2 separate regions of the Gossypium arboreum genome follow, and region 2 is linked to region 1. Evidence: chromatin contacts called from public Hi-C data. All regions are on one chromosome and are shown on one strand. Each heading gives the region's core, a stretch centred on a gene start, on an enhancer-like site or on the middle of the called end of the contact. The rest is flanking DNA. Distances are from core to core; before and after follow the strand shown.

Region 1 (3,222 bases), core at 391-2,890:
GGGAGAGAGATGTGGAAATAAAAGCCTTGAAATGTAATTTATTATGAAGTTCACAACATAATATATATATATAATTTAATATAAAAGATTCAAGCTCCAAACATTGCTGTTTTTTGTTTCCCTCACACCAATTTCATATCTTAATTTCCTTGAAACTCAGACATACAAACTCAGTTACTATAACATTATTATTAAAGCTAATTAAGAATAAAACCAACAACATAAAAGCTAGGCTAGCGACTTTGAGAAATTCAACCATGAACAAGTCCATATGATAAGGCCATCAGTAGGATCGCGGCTTCTTTCTCATCCTGAGGGAAAACTCCATGAAAAGCCGAGCTCTTGCTCAATATTATCCTCAAGTCCTCAAAACAAAGCTTGTTTCTACCTTGGGATTGGGAACTGAGTTTGCACTTTTTGTTCTTTAACGTTGCAACACAACCATTACTTGATCTCTTGGCCTTGTTTTGAACCTTATTCTTCATGCTTGTCGTTGTCTCAGTTGCAACAATAGTTCCATTGGACGCTGTTGCCGCTGCCGCTGCAGCCATTGCTCGTCTCGCTTTTCTTTGTCGAATTCCGCAGGCGTTGCAAAGAGACTGCAGTGCGACCAAAAGGTGAAAAACAGAAAAAAAAAAAAAAGTCAATTAATTATCTCAAAAGTTATGTAGCAATTGTATAGGGTATTGATTAGAAACGAGTGGAAATTCAACTATACCTTGGGACCTCTAGGGCCACTCCTCCAAAGAGGAGTCTTAGTTGTGTTGCAATCAGCACAAACCCTACTTGGATTGTTGTTGATATCATTATTGTAGGAAGAGTTGCAGCTGTTATCTGGAGATGGTGAGGGCTGATTCTGAAGCTTCTGGTCTTCGATTTTCGGCGAAGAGCTTTTCGATAAATCGGTGTGATGGGAACTCATCATCTTCCTCAAAATCCTCAGCTTTGAAGGCATCCACTTAGTAGAACTGTCCTCATGGTGATGATCACTTTCGACCCTTTCTTCTTTTTTCCATAATGATAACTTGAGTCCGCAGTCACTGTTCTCCAATGCCCCATCTTTTGAAACATATATCTTAGCCTAAACAAAATGATCATATCATAACCCTAAGTGATCATCACATTAAATTTTAATAAAATAAAAGAGTGAAGTGGTAATTATAATATCACCTGATCTTGAAACTCCTGGGGTTCCCTTTGACAAGAACCTGCTCCTAGGTGATGAACAGTTGAGGAAGAAGAAGAGGAAGAAGGTTGAGATTTAAAGGTAAAAAGGTGGTGGTGTTGGTGTTGATCATCTTCGTTAAGGTCAAAAGGAAAAGGATAAAGGGATGAATAGCAATTACTAGAAGACATTAGGGAGAGAGATCAGGTGATGAACAGCAATGATATGTTGTTGGTGTTGTCCAGTAAAGGTGGAGGATCGAAAAAAAAAAAGGCAAAGAAAAAAAGGAGGGGTATTATGCTATTGAAGGGTAAACCACTTTAGAGAGAGAGGGAGAGCAAAGAAATAACAGGTTCACGTGATTTGATATATATGAGAGACCAGAACCAACATGTTTAAAAAAGACAAAAAGGAAATAAAAGGAGAAGTATGGAATGCTAGGCTACTGCTCCATCCTATTCAGAAATATTTAAAGGAATAATAATAAATTTAAAAAAACCCTATCTGCAGGAATTTTTTACTCACCTTTTGATGTCATTTCGAAAGAACAGAAAAGATAGACTTCTTTCAATATTTCATGATAGCCACACAAATTATTCATATAATATTTCATTAATTTAAACATATAAAACAAAAATTGATCCCAATTGTGATCTTCTCACAGATTGTGACCTTCATGTTAGTTAGTACTATATACAATATATATAATTTATTGACCCAAAAATCTGATCATCTTCACACAAATTCTAATCTTAATTTCTAGTATTATAATAACACAATATAATTTAATTTCTCTATGAATCTTTATTAAACTGTAAATTAGCATTATGGTGAACCATAGGATTAAATTGGTTAAACCTTTTCTTTTCTAGTATATACCTAGAATTTGCTAGTAAGATGACAGATATGGTGACGCATGATACAGTCAGAGAATACAAAGAGCATTATATCTTCAGATATATATAGTTCTATATGAGGGAATATTTTATATAAGGAAAATTGGAGCATGCGGTGCATACATAAATATGAGTACTAGAAGAGAAGGGCTACAGTTTTCATGAGAAAGACATATATGTATACATGTGATATATCTCCATTCTTCACTACCTTAGTCTTGCCAAAAAACATTCAATGCATTGTTCAGGCAAGAGACAAATGCAGCACCCCACAACTTTGCCAATTGCCATAATCATGAATCTTAGAATTAATACATGTTCTTTCACCACTGACGATATCATGCTCCTTATATAATTTCATTTTTACATATAACTATACATACACATTTCCCTTTCACCTAGGAAACGTTTAGATATATATTAGAAGGCAGGCAGCTGGCCATATATCATTTGTATATCATTTGTTAAAATTGAGAAAAAGAAAACAAAATATTTAGGCTAGTTAAGCAACCAAGATAGTTCTATCTTTGAAATATTTAGAGTTGTTGAGATATATTTGAGGAAGTGCCCACTTCTTTTATTACTGCAACAATTAGCAATTTGTCATATTAGAAGATTGATAATTTATTGAACCATATCTTTAAGTTGAGCTAAGATTGTGGATTATATTTAGCTCATCAATGAAGATCATATTACTTGGAGGAAACCTATTTGAAGAATTAGATCGGATCAAGTCTATTTAATCCATTGCATTGAGGAAGTTGGATTGGATCAAACTACATCTATGTTACCTTTATTATTATTATTATTATTATTATTATTATTATTATTATTATTATTATTAAGCTATTTTAGCTACATTTTAGAAAGGACTGTGATTGATCTACATTATGTTAGCAGGTCTCGAAAACACTATATGATTAAGAGACATGTATAGGTTGATGTACTTTTATTGAAAGCGCTTAATCTACTCAAGTGAGGAACATTATCTTGTAAGAGTGGATTTGATTGTAAAACCTATGTGTTGTGGTTTTACAAGTTAAGTTCTCAGAGGGAGAATTTAGTAGTGAAAGTTCTAATCTTCAAAGGTACAACAGTAAGGAAATTTTCACTAAGGTGTGATAAGTTTAAAACAACTGGTTATAAGTGTCTGAAGATAGT
Region 2 (3,222 bases), core at 461-2,960, 210 kb before region 1:
ACATCAAGAAAAAGGCCTTCTAGGATTGATTAAGTCGTATGAAAATTGAGTACGCAATATCAAACCTGAAACTTCACTATAACTAACAGAAGCCTGGTTGGGACTTCCATGACCGCTATCGCGAAGCTTTTCATGTTTCTTCTTTGAGTTATTATGCTTCTCTGGTTCTGAAGGAACTGAATCCTGGTGAAACATACAACTCAGTTAGATGGACATCTCTGTCATTCTAAATATCCATATGAAATGAACATTAAGAAAACTTGAGGCTTTTGTCAGTGAAGAGAAAAAGGGTTTTTAGTGTAATGCTAAGTAACCCTTAACTGTGCTCTTTTGCTTCTGAATAGAATAACTTCTGTCTCTGTTGTCGATATCAAATTTGGCATCCTTGGGGTTGTTTAAGGGGACAGACAATTGACTGGCTTCACTATAACTAACAGAAGCATTTTTGGGACTTCCATGACCACTATTGCAAAGCTCTTCATGTTTCTTCTTCAGTGCAGATTCCCTCTGAAAATGATCTTAGAAATATATAACTTAGTAGCGCCACGGAAAGGAATAAGGTTTATCAGGATACCATAGGCATGCATTTTATCAAACAGCTTAATGCAGTGCATCCCATATTCTGGCTGATGGTTTAATGCACACATAAAAGGAATCTTGTATGATCAGTCATTTATTGCATCAAAAGCAAAGCAAGGGAAAAAGAATACCATTATCCGAATTCGCTGGCGCTCTTCTTCATTGAGGAAAAACTGCAACTTCATATGAGCATGCCCACCTCCTTCAAGGGGAAATATGTCATCCCAAACACCTTTCTCAACCACCAATCTGGTTTCAAGTCCTGCCCCATGTCATATCTTTTTCACTCAGACTAACTCTTAATATTCTAAATGCTTATGGAAAATGAAAAGGCACAAACCTGTATGAGAAATCTCGTTTCCCTCTGCATCTTGTATTGTTATAATCAAGTTGTCACGAAGGGTTGTCAATGGACTGTGCAATAGCAAAACATGTTGGAATTCAATAGCAAAATTCACAACTTTAAAACACAGCAAAATCAAAGGATGTCAAAACAATGTTTAGAGTCATTACAATGAGAATTCCCCTTTGTCCCAAGTCTGGTACTCTATTTTTCCCTTGGAAACTGCGTTATGAAGATGAACTCACTGGTAAAATTTTCTTCTCACAGTGTATAGAATATAGCCATTCAAGATAAGAAAATTTGGACAAGAAAATGTTGATTGGTTTACCTTTTATTGATACTTTTGATGATGATGATGATGATAATGATGATGAATGGAGACCCTTGAAATCCAGAACTGAAATGAATTCAATGAGGGAAGTCTTGAAAAAGGAGTATGAACTTCAACTGCCATATTGGAATTACAGTTAAGACAAAACTTGATACCTGAAACTTGGATGGTTCCTGGCATTTGAGAGAAATCTTTTCTGTGAGACTAGAAAAGCAGAGATGATGATGATAAGAGAGATTAACCAGTGACTAAAACTAGCATTATCATGCCAAATTTGATAATTTGAAAGGATGGCTTAAAAGGAAAACATTGTTTATCAGGAAGAGGACGTTTTCTGGATATGAATGTGTATAACATATGTATGCTCAATTTTTTTCAAAAGAAATTCATATTGAAAAAAAATACATATGTGGCTGGACTTGAAGGAAAGGTTACATAAAGGACCCCACTACTTCAAAATTATTTATGGCTCATCTATAAAGCAGGGAAATGGGGGCAGTCGATCTCTATCCTTTGTCTCACATAAAGCCAATTGGTCCAGTTGCCTGCTGGCCCTTATTACCCTCTATCAAGGCAACTAACATAGCAGGAGCAATAAGTAACCATCTCTCTCTCTATATTTTGGGGAAAAAAAGGGAATATGGGTTTAGATTAGACAAACCCATAGAGATTCTGCATGAATAAATTGCTTGAAAACAGCCTTATCTTCAAATCTTTTCTTGATTTTCTTCAGGATCATTAGGTTTGAGTTTTCCATTCTCTGCTGATATTCAGGAATGGAGTCCAAAACCTTCAAAGATAGTGCAACAACTGGAAAAGATTGGTGGTTTGTCATTACCTCATGGAGTTGTCTCTGGAGCAAAAGATAAATCTTCTTTTGTTTCACTCTGTTTGTTAGCCGCATTGCTTCAACCCTTCTTCCTTCCTTGCCTTTGCAAACATATATGCTGCAACAGGAAGAAAGAAGGTCAGACAATCTATGTTACTGGGACCTAAATGTAAGTGTCACATACACATGTATGTTCTATTTTTTTAAAGCTTTTGATAGTACTTGGAATGTATTGTGAGTTAAAAATAAACATTTCAATAAAAATGAAGGATTAGAATAACATAACTACTCGAAAATCAAGCAAAGCAAAGAGGGAAATGAATAATCTCTTTGTTGAGAATGACTTCTAAAAGTTTAAATAATAAACAATTCATTCAAAATTATTAACAGCAAATTTTGAGAATAAAAAGGAAAGACGAAAAAGTTTTGGACGTAAGACATGAAGAACTGAAAGAAAATTAAATTAAACATATTTGACGAGAAGAACACAATTTTCATATCATATAAGTTTTGTGTTAATTACATATAGCTAAATTGTAAACTTAATTGTGGTTATTATTATTATTATTTTATAAAGATGAAATTATCACCCTTATCATTTAAATTTTTAACTAGTATAATTTTATCAATAGAAATTTTATCCATGAAAATTGTTGGTGGGTTAGAAATTAATTTATCGTTAAAAGATATTCAAAGTAATAATATAGACATTAAAAAGACAAGACCAATCGAAAAACAAAGTACAATGTGATATTATATTTGGTAAAATTAAAATTAAAAACTATCTTTTATTATTAAAATAAATGAAGTTTTCATTGTCAAGAATAAGGATATTTGAAAACAACATATCTCACATTATTAAATGTGGATTTGGATGAACGGTGCGTTTTCTTGCGGTTAGTGTAAAAATAACAATGACAGTGAGATTAGATACTGTAACGATACTGTAACATAAGATAAGAAGTAAACTAAACGCACTGCACTGCATGCCTTCGCCTATCCAAACCTACCCTTAGTCAGGTCTTTAAATTTTTGCTTATAAGCTGTAACAATTCAATAAATTTGTTAATGTTTATTGAGAGGATTGACTCAAATTGTTGAATTTGCTCCCTTGAGTGCACAATTTTTCTAATAATATTA

Evidence for each region. Hi-C and Micro-C count contacts between places; a contact is called where the count stands out from the background.
Region 2: a contact with region 1 is called in a Hi-C map of leaf, with 3 times the contacts expected there. The contact joins the promoter of LOC108486257 here to the promoter of LOC108485411 in region 1. A contact is called at or near these places in 2 of 5 Hi-C or Micro-C datasets (both in leaf).

What each region holds. Positions count from the first base shown.
Region 1 is chr6:124,565,612-124,568,833 of ASM2569848v2, reverse strand. It overlaps LOC108485411 (GATA transcription factor 21-like), which reads right to left and starts at 1,640. Exons shown (of 3, transcript XM_017789244.2): 1 at 1,171-1,640; 2 at 719-1,081; 3 at 13-599. The coding sequence starts at 1,356. The coding sequence ends at 252.
Region 2 is chr6:124,779,165-124,782,386 of ASM2569848v2, reverse strand. It overlaps LOC108486257, which reads right to left and starts at 1,710. Exons shown (of 13, transcript XM_017790216.2): 1 at 1,409-1,710; 2 at 1,251-1,319; 3 at 1,093-1,144; 4 at 920-993; 5 at 711-841; 6 at 322-507; 7 at 66-183. The coding sequence starts at 1,433. LOC128294163 (a long non-coding RNA gene) reads left to right here and starts at 1,745. Exons shown (of 2, transcript XR_008284438.1): 1 at 1,745-1,851; 2 at 1,987-2,367.